Linked DNA regions of Sus scrofa: region 1 is linked to region 2. The links are chromatin contacts, called in public HiChIP or PLAC-seq maps. All regions are on one chromosome and are shown on one strand. The core of a region is the stretch at or near the end of the contact, and the rest is flanking DNA. Distances in the headings are between cores, read along the strand shown.

Region 1 (3,311 bases), core at 735-3,234, 140 kb after region 2:
CACCCGTAGCAGGAGGGAGCCAGGGGGCCCCTGGTGACCATGTGACCAGGGAGGGCCTGCTGGGGCCAGCGCACGTCCGCTTCCCACCAGCTTTATCTGGGGGCCCATGGGCCTGGCTTTCTCATCATCTGGCCACTGCGACCGATTTCCTTAAGGGGATCCGTGGATGCGGCAGGACAGCCCCGGGGGAGGGCAGCCTCGCAGGCCTAGAGCAGCGCGAGCCAGAGACGCCTAAACTGACCTGGGAAACCGGAGCTCTGCACCCCCCCCGACCCCCCGCAGAGATGTAGTGAGCGTCTCCTCGGTGCCAGACCCTGTGCCAGGCCCTGGATTCCACAGAGGGCAAGCCTGGACCACGGCCGCGGGCGGCTTGTCTTCTGCAGGGCAGACGTGCAGTCCCTGGGCTCATGCTGCGGATGGCACCCAGGGTGAGGACGTGACCCCCAGCGCCCTGAGGGCCTCGCTCACTGAGACGCACACTGGGGAAGGGGCCCAGCGCCTGGCGGGGCCATCGCCGGCCGAGAGCCCGAGCCGTCGGGGGCTCGTTGCAGAGGTGATGCCCTGGCCGGCGTCTGCAGCCTGGGGAGGCCGAGCCAGGAGAGGAGGGTTCGTGGGGACTTGGGGTGTTGTTAAGGGCGGTGACAAGTCAGGGAGGGCTTCTCCGAGAGTGAGCGGCACCCCTCGTCTCAGCTGTGGCCCCAGCTCCCTGGCAATGGTGGGCTGGCCCCAGCTCTGGCTCTCTCGGAGGCGGTCTACACCACAGCTTGTTGCCGAGGCATTCTGGGCCCGAGAGACTCTCCACATCCTGCTTAGTGAAGTCACGTGACTGCCCAAGTCTCAGCATCTTCGTCTGTAAAACGGGGGGCACCCCCTCTGCTGAGCTCTGAGTGGCGGGTAACACCTCTGCAGGAAGTGGATTCTTAATGGGTCAAATGAACCCTCTATGGCCTTCATTTTTTTATTTTTATCTTTTTTAAATCTTTTTGTCTTCTTAGGGCCGCATGGGTGGCATATGGAGGTTCCCAGGCTAGGGGTCTAATCGGAGCTGTAGCCACCGGCCTACACCACAGTCACAGCACCACGGGATCCGAGCTGCACCTGTGACCTACACCACAGCTCACGGCAACACCGGATCCTTAACCCACTGAGCAAGGCCAGGGTTTGAACTTGCAGCCTCATGGTTCCTAGTCGGAGTCGTTAACCACTGCGCCACGACAGGAACTCCGACATAGCCTTTAAATTGCCGGTGAAAGAGCGCGTTATGAGGAATAGCTTTGTGTGTGGGGGTTGGGGAATATATAGGATTCCTGTGCAAAATGCCATGTCCCTGTATTTCTGATATGTAAGAAGGAAACAGAATTTGGCTCTTTGTGTGCTTGGTCTTCGCCAAGCGCTCCATGTTGAAATCGCTCCGGTTTTAAAGAGGAGGGCGGTGGGGCCACTGCGTGGGTTTGGGTTAATAAAAAGGGAAAACCTAATTCATGAACTGCCTCGTAATCCCTCCTGCTTCCCAGCCCAGGGCGCTGGCGGCTTGGGGGTGGCGCGCCCGCAGGGGTTCCCCAGGGAGCCCAGCGTGGGAAGCTCAGGCCCAGATGGCCCGGGAGGCCCTCCCAGCTCCCACGCTGTGCAGCGGCCCCGGCGGGGCAGTCGTGGGCTGAGCTCAGCTGAGTCACCTGTCCCTTGGCGGGCGGTGAGCCTTGGCTGACAAGCCGAGGCTCGTGTGGTGGTGGCTGAGCCCCGGCCTGGCTTCTGGGGGGAGCCGGCCTCAGCTACCCTTGGCGCCCCCAGCGCCCCGGGGGCCCCTCTGCTCAGGACCCCCGGGAGCCTGCCCCCCTGGGGCTGCCCTTCCCGAGCGTGGGTGAGATGCTGCAGCTCCGCGGCACGTGGGCCCGGCTGCCCGCAGCCCAGGCGGCCTGGGCTGCAGACGTGAGTCTGCGCCTTGCTGGCCCGGCCCCTGTGACATTTCCTCAGATGCCACCAAGGGGCTCCCTGACCTTCGCTCGCCTGCCAGGAGCCCCGCTCGGCCTCTTTCTGGGTTATTTATAACAGTGTTAACAGGCAAAAGGGCTTCTCAGCCGAGCCCTGGCCCCGCTCCCTCGGGTCCCCTGCCAGCCTCGGCAGGAGTCACAGAAATCGAACCACAGGACGTGGCCGCTGGGGACCCCAGAGAACCTCCGGGGGTGCTGGGCGCTTTACTTTAGGTCCCTGGGACTCTTTAAAATTCAGTGTCACGTTATTGTGGGTGAAATACACGTACCGTAAAACCGGCCGTGTCGAAGTGCACCCGTTGCTGGTCTTGACCACATTCCCGGTTTCGTGCAGACGCCCCCCCCCCGCCCCCCGGCATCTCACACAGCACTGGCTGACCTGTGCCAGCCCTGCCGCCCCGGCCCTGGGCCTTTGGATTTTGAGGAAACCGCACGCATTGTAGCTGAAAGGAAAAGCGTGCCAGGTCAGGGTCCCACAGCAGGAGTGGGTTCAGCGTCCCCCCACCGCCCCCAGGGCTGCCTTCCTTTTTGCCCAGGACTGGCCTCAGAACAGGCCGACCATGAACCGGCTTGCAGCTGCAGCCGAATCTACTCACTTAGCACACGTCACTCCTTTCATTATAGACCAGGCCAGTGTGTTGCAGCTCACCTCAAAACTGAATGCCGGAGCTCCCGTTGTGGCCCAGCAGGTTAAGACCCAGACTGTATCCCTGAGGACACGGGTTCTATCCCTGGCCTCGCTCAGTGGCGTAAGGATCCGGCGTTGCAGTGAGAGCTGTGGCGTGGCTGCAGATGCGGCTCGGATCCGGCGTGGCCGTGGCTGTGGTGCAGGCCGGCAGCTGCAGCTCTGTTTTGACCCCTAGCCTGGGAACCTCCACATGCACAGGTGCAGACCTCAAAAGAAAGGAAAAAACAGCAAAACCAAACCCCACACTGACTGCTGCTCCCCCCTGGGTTGAACTTCTCTCCGGAAAAGAATACTAGCAGTCCCTCACCCGGAGAAAGCACTGGAGACTTCTCCAGACACGTCAGTGGCCAGGCCTGGGATTCTCCGCAGCAGCCAGAGGGTGATGGCTTCCACTGTAGAGGCGTGGACACTCAGGCTCCAGAGGGACGGGGTGGAGGATCGGGGCTGACCCTGCTTTGGTCACCTGCTCATTCGGCAACTCTTTCATCCTCATTCAGCCAGGCGGCGAGTAGAGTGAGGCAAAGGCCCTCGGCCCAGGCACGAAATTTAAGGAGATGCCAAAAACTCAGTCATCAAGATAAATCATATTAAATGCAACATTTAAAAGTTATGGTAGTAACCAGAGTTCTCGTCGA
Region 2 (3,379 bases), core at 286-2,785:
GTGGGCAGTAGGTCCCAGGCTTTGGGTTGAGGTTCAAGCACTAGGCCCTGGGGACTGGGGGAGCAAGACCGCTGAAGATACAGAGATGCTGGCAGGAGGCAGGATTGAGAACTGGGCGCAAGGGACTTCATTGTGAGCCGGGGGCTGGACCAGAGCTGCTTGGAGCCCTCCCGTCTGAGGACGGGATTGAACCTAGCGAGCAAGGAGGCTGGACATGGGAGGGCGTCCGGGGGTCAGGAGCCCGGGTTGCAAAGGGAAATCGTTGCGGTTCGGACCCTGGCGCCCCGCTCACCAGCCGCGTGGCCTCGGCGGACACGGGACTTTCTCTCCTTGGGCGGAACCAGGAACCAGCCCTGCCTCACAGGCTGCGCTGCATCCAGACGGGGTCAGGCGGGGAAGCCCTCGGCTCTGTGTCTGGGACGCACGAGCTCTGCTGGCGTGATTGATCCGCGGGGACAGCCAGCCGGGCGGCATCTACCGTCCAGAGTGTCCCTCCCTGGCTCTGCCGGCTGGGACCCCCGGGCCGAGGCCCCTCTGGGCGGACGCTCCCCGCACCGTCAGCCTCTGCTTTAGCGTCTGTGTTCGGACCTTCACTCCCTGCGTGAGCTCTTTCCAGACTGAAAACAGGTGGCTGTCTCAAGAGGCCAGAGGTCACCCCTGGAGCCGTTGTCAGATGCTGGCTTCCTTCTCGAAAGCTCCCTCAGGCCTGGGCGGGGCGATGGGCCTCTGGGAGGCTACCTTCACCCACCCTTTGCGTTTTTCCTTCTCAAATTCTGTTTCACCCTTCCCCCCTCACCAAAAGCAGAGGCAGAATGGCAAACCCAAAACGAAAAGACAAACACAACGACACACACGCACGCAACTAGAAGAACCTCAGCCTCTATCTGTTTCCACCCCGCCGGCCACGTCCCGGGCCAGAGATGGCAGGTGTGCCCCGCTTAGGACTCCTGTGTCCCTCCCCCACCCGGAGAAGCAGAGCTGCCCGCCCAAAGCCTTGGTCCAGTGTGACTTGTGTCATTTGTGACTATGGTGTGCTTTTTGTTTTTCTTAGGGTATTACAATGTGCGTGTCCTTTAGATAAGGCTGAATGTGAAATTGGAATTATATCACTTCTTCCCCCAAGAGCCTGTCCTGCGTCCTCAGCCTCCTGGAAGGACAGCGCCACCAAATACCTCATCTGCACCCGTGAGCCCAGAGAGGGCCTTCGGCAGCCTCCCTCCGGTGATGGTGTCACGCTGCGCTCGGCTCCTCGCGCCGGAGCCTGGGGTTCACCCGCCCCCCCAGCCCTCCCGCGAGGCCTGTCAGCGCCGCCTCCAGAAGCGTCCCCAGAGCAGCCCCGGTCCCGTCTCCGCCACCTCCGTCCAGAAGCAGCCTCGTCTGTCCCCTGGGCTCCCGCAGGAGCGCCTGGCCTTCCCCTCGCCCGCGCTCCGTGCAGCAGTCACGGCGACGCTTCGGCTTAAAGCTGAACGCACCCTAAGTGCGCCCCCAGATCCGGCCGCCGGGATGGCCCCGCCCCCGCCCCCGCCCCCGCCCTGCAGTGAGGCCAGTGCTCCTCCTCCCTCCACTGCTCAGTTAGCCGCGCTCCGTCCTCACCCGGACCCTGCCCCGGCCCTTCCCTCCCCGGCACACCCTCTCCCCACATGTGCCCACGGCCGGCTTCTTGCCACACGGGTCGGCTCCTCAGCGACGCCTTCGCGACCACTCCCTCTGGGTGGCCTCTGGCCCCCGACACGCTCGGTGCCTCACCCGGTCTTCCTGTCAGTACAGAGGGGCCACTGCCTCTTCTTTTCTTGTTTATCTACTCGTCTGATGCCTTCATTTAGAAAGTAAGTTCCTCGGAGTTCCCCGTGGTGCAGGGGGTTAAGGACCTGGCGTTGTCACTGCTGCGGCTGAGGTGGCCGCTGTGACACAGGTTCCATCCCTGGCCCAGGCGTTTCCACATGCCACGGGCATGGCCACAGAGAGGTAAGTTTCTCCCAGGGAAGGGCTCCATCATCGTATTCACTTCCAGATCCCGATAATCCTTAGCCTGTCCCAAATGGGCGATGCCTACTCCGCCGAAACATTGGTCATGGTTGATCTGAAATTCAAGTTTAGCCAGGCTCCCCGTATTCTAACTGACAGTCCTACCCGAGGCCCATGGTACCACATCTCGGGGACATGGTGCCAAGAGCGGAAGCCAGACTGAAGAGAAGAGAGCAAATGATGTGGGCGAGAGAGGCGGCGGGAGAGGCAGGGTAACAGAGGCCCCGGTGGCCCAGTGTTCGCCCTCTGACGGTGTCGGGAAGTCCCACAGCTCGGTGGCCCAAGGTCGGTGCCACCCCTGTGCTTTCTGTACTTTGTTTCCAGGCATCAATAAAGTCCCCTTTCACTTCGAAATAACAGCCGACGTTCTTGAGCACGTATGTGTGCCAGGCACTGGGCCGAGCGCTTGGATGCACTGTCTCGCTGAGGCTGTCACCTCAGTGTCACCTCACACAGCTCGCTGAGGGTGTTGCTGTGTGGCGTCTACAGAGGAAGCGCTGAGGGACAGAGACCCTAAATAACGTCCTCAAGGTCACGCAGACTTGAAGCGGCAGAGCCGGGCTCCACAGCCAGGCCGTCCGATGCCAGCGTGTGGGACCACTGCGAGGAGAAGCCGTCCCTCGTCCCCCAGGAGGTCCCAGGTGGCTTGGGTCGAGCAGACACCGGACTGCTGACCCTCGCGTGGCAGGCGGCCTCACGTGAGGGCTCAGGAACCAGACGAGCCAGGCTCAGAGCCACCTCCCTCACCCCTGGGGTGACTTTGGGAAAGCTCCCCTCTTGCTCTGAGCCTCAGCTTCCTCTCCTAGAAAGCGGAGTTGACAGTAACAGTAGCTCTTGCACAGGATGGACGTGGGGCTTTGATTAATTAATGCCTGTATACACACGTAAAGAGCCATCAGATCCATGAGCCTTTAATAAATATTTACGGACATCTTTATTATTTGCAGCTTTTCTCTGATGCCCAGCACAGGCCCTGGCACGAAGGAAGTGCTCCTGATTCCTGCAAGAATGAAAGTAAGAAGAGCGAATATTAGTAAGAAGCCTGGCAGCTGATTATGCAGCACCTTCTACGTGCTAAGCACCCTCTCGGCCCATCCCCACCACAGCCCTGCCAAGTCGGTGACTTACAGTCGAGGAGACGGAGGCTTCAAGGCATCGAGTGACCACAGAGGCCACAGAGAGAGGCCTGGAGGTAGGATCTCAGCCCTGGTTTATAGGGAGAGCACGCTGGATCTGTGGTTCCCTCAAGGGATGCCGGGAGCAGATGGGCTGCCCTGCCCTGTTTTCCTGTGGACTCGGTTTTGAGGTGTCCCCTTCCCCTCGCAGGCTCCGACGTGCTCCTCACGGTGCCCGT

The links. HiChIP or PLAC-seq counts read pairs in DNA pulled down with a chosen protein or histone mark.
Region 1: an H3K27ac HiChIP or PLAC-seq map of skeletal muscle shows a contact between it and region 2, with 5 times the contacts expected there. The contact joins two enhancer-like sites. A contact is called at or near these places in 4 of 47 Hi-C or Micro-C datasets (heart right ventricle, liver, omental adipose tissue and 1 more) and 2 of 2 datasets of contacts at active chromatin or transcription factors (alveolar macrophages and skeletal muscle).

The regions. Positions count from the first base shown.
Region 1 is chr2:150,879,952-150,883,262 of Sscrofa11.1, forward strand. All of the region lies in intron 1 of PPARGC1B (peroxisome proliferator-activated receptor gamma coactivator 1-beta), which reads left to right. Among named protein-coding and RNA genes, the nearest start is that of MIR378-1, 56 kb to the left of the region's middle. Within about 2 kb of position 1,985, at least 13 of the 83 cell types and tissues checked have an H3K27ac peak or open chromatin away from gene starts, as enhancers often do.
Region 2 is chr2:150,742,711-150,746,089 of Sscrofa11.1, forward strand. LOC106509607 (a long non-coding RNA gene) reads right to left here. Exons shown (of 4, transcript XR_001307281.2): 4 at 2,912-3,025. It also overlaps a transcript of ARHGEF37 not described here. Among named protein-coding and RNA genes, the nearest start is that of PPARGC1B, 79 kb to the right of the region's middle. Within about 2 kb of position 1,536, at least 14 of the 83 cell types and tissues checked have an H3K27ac peak or open chromatin away from gene starts, as enhancers often do.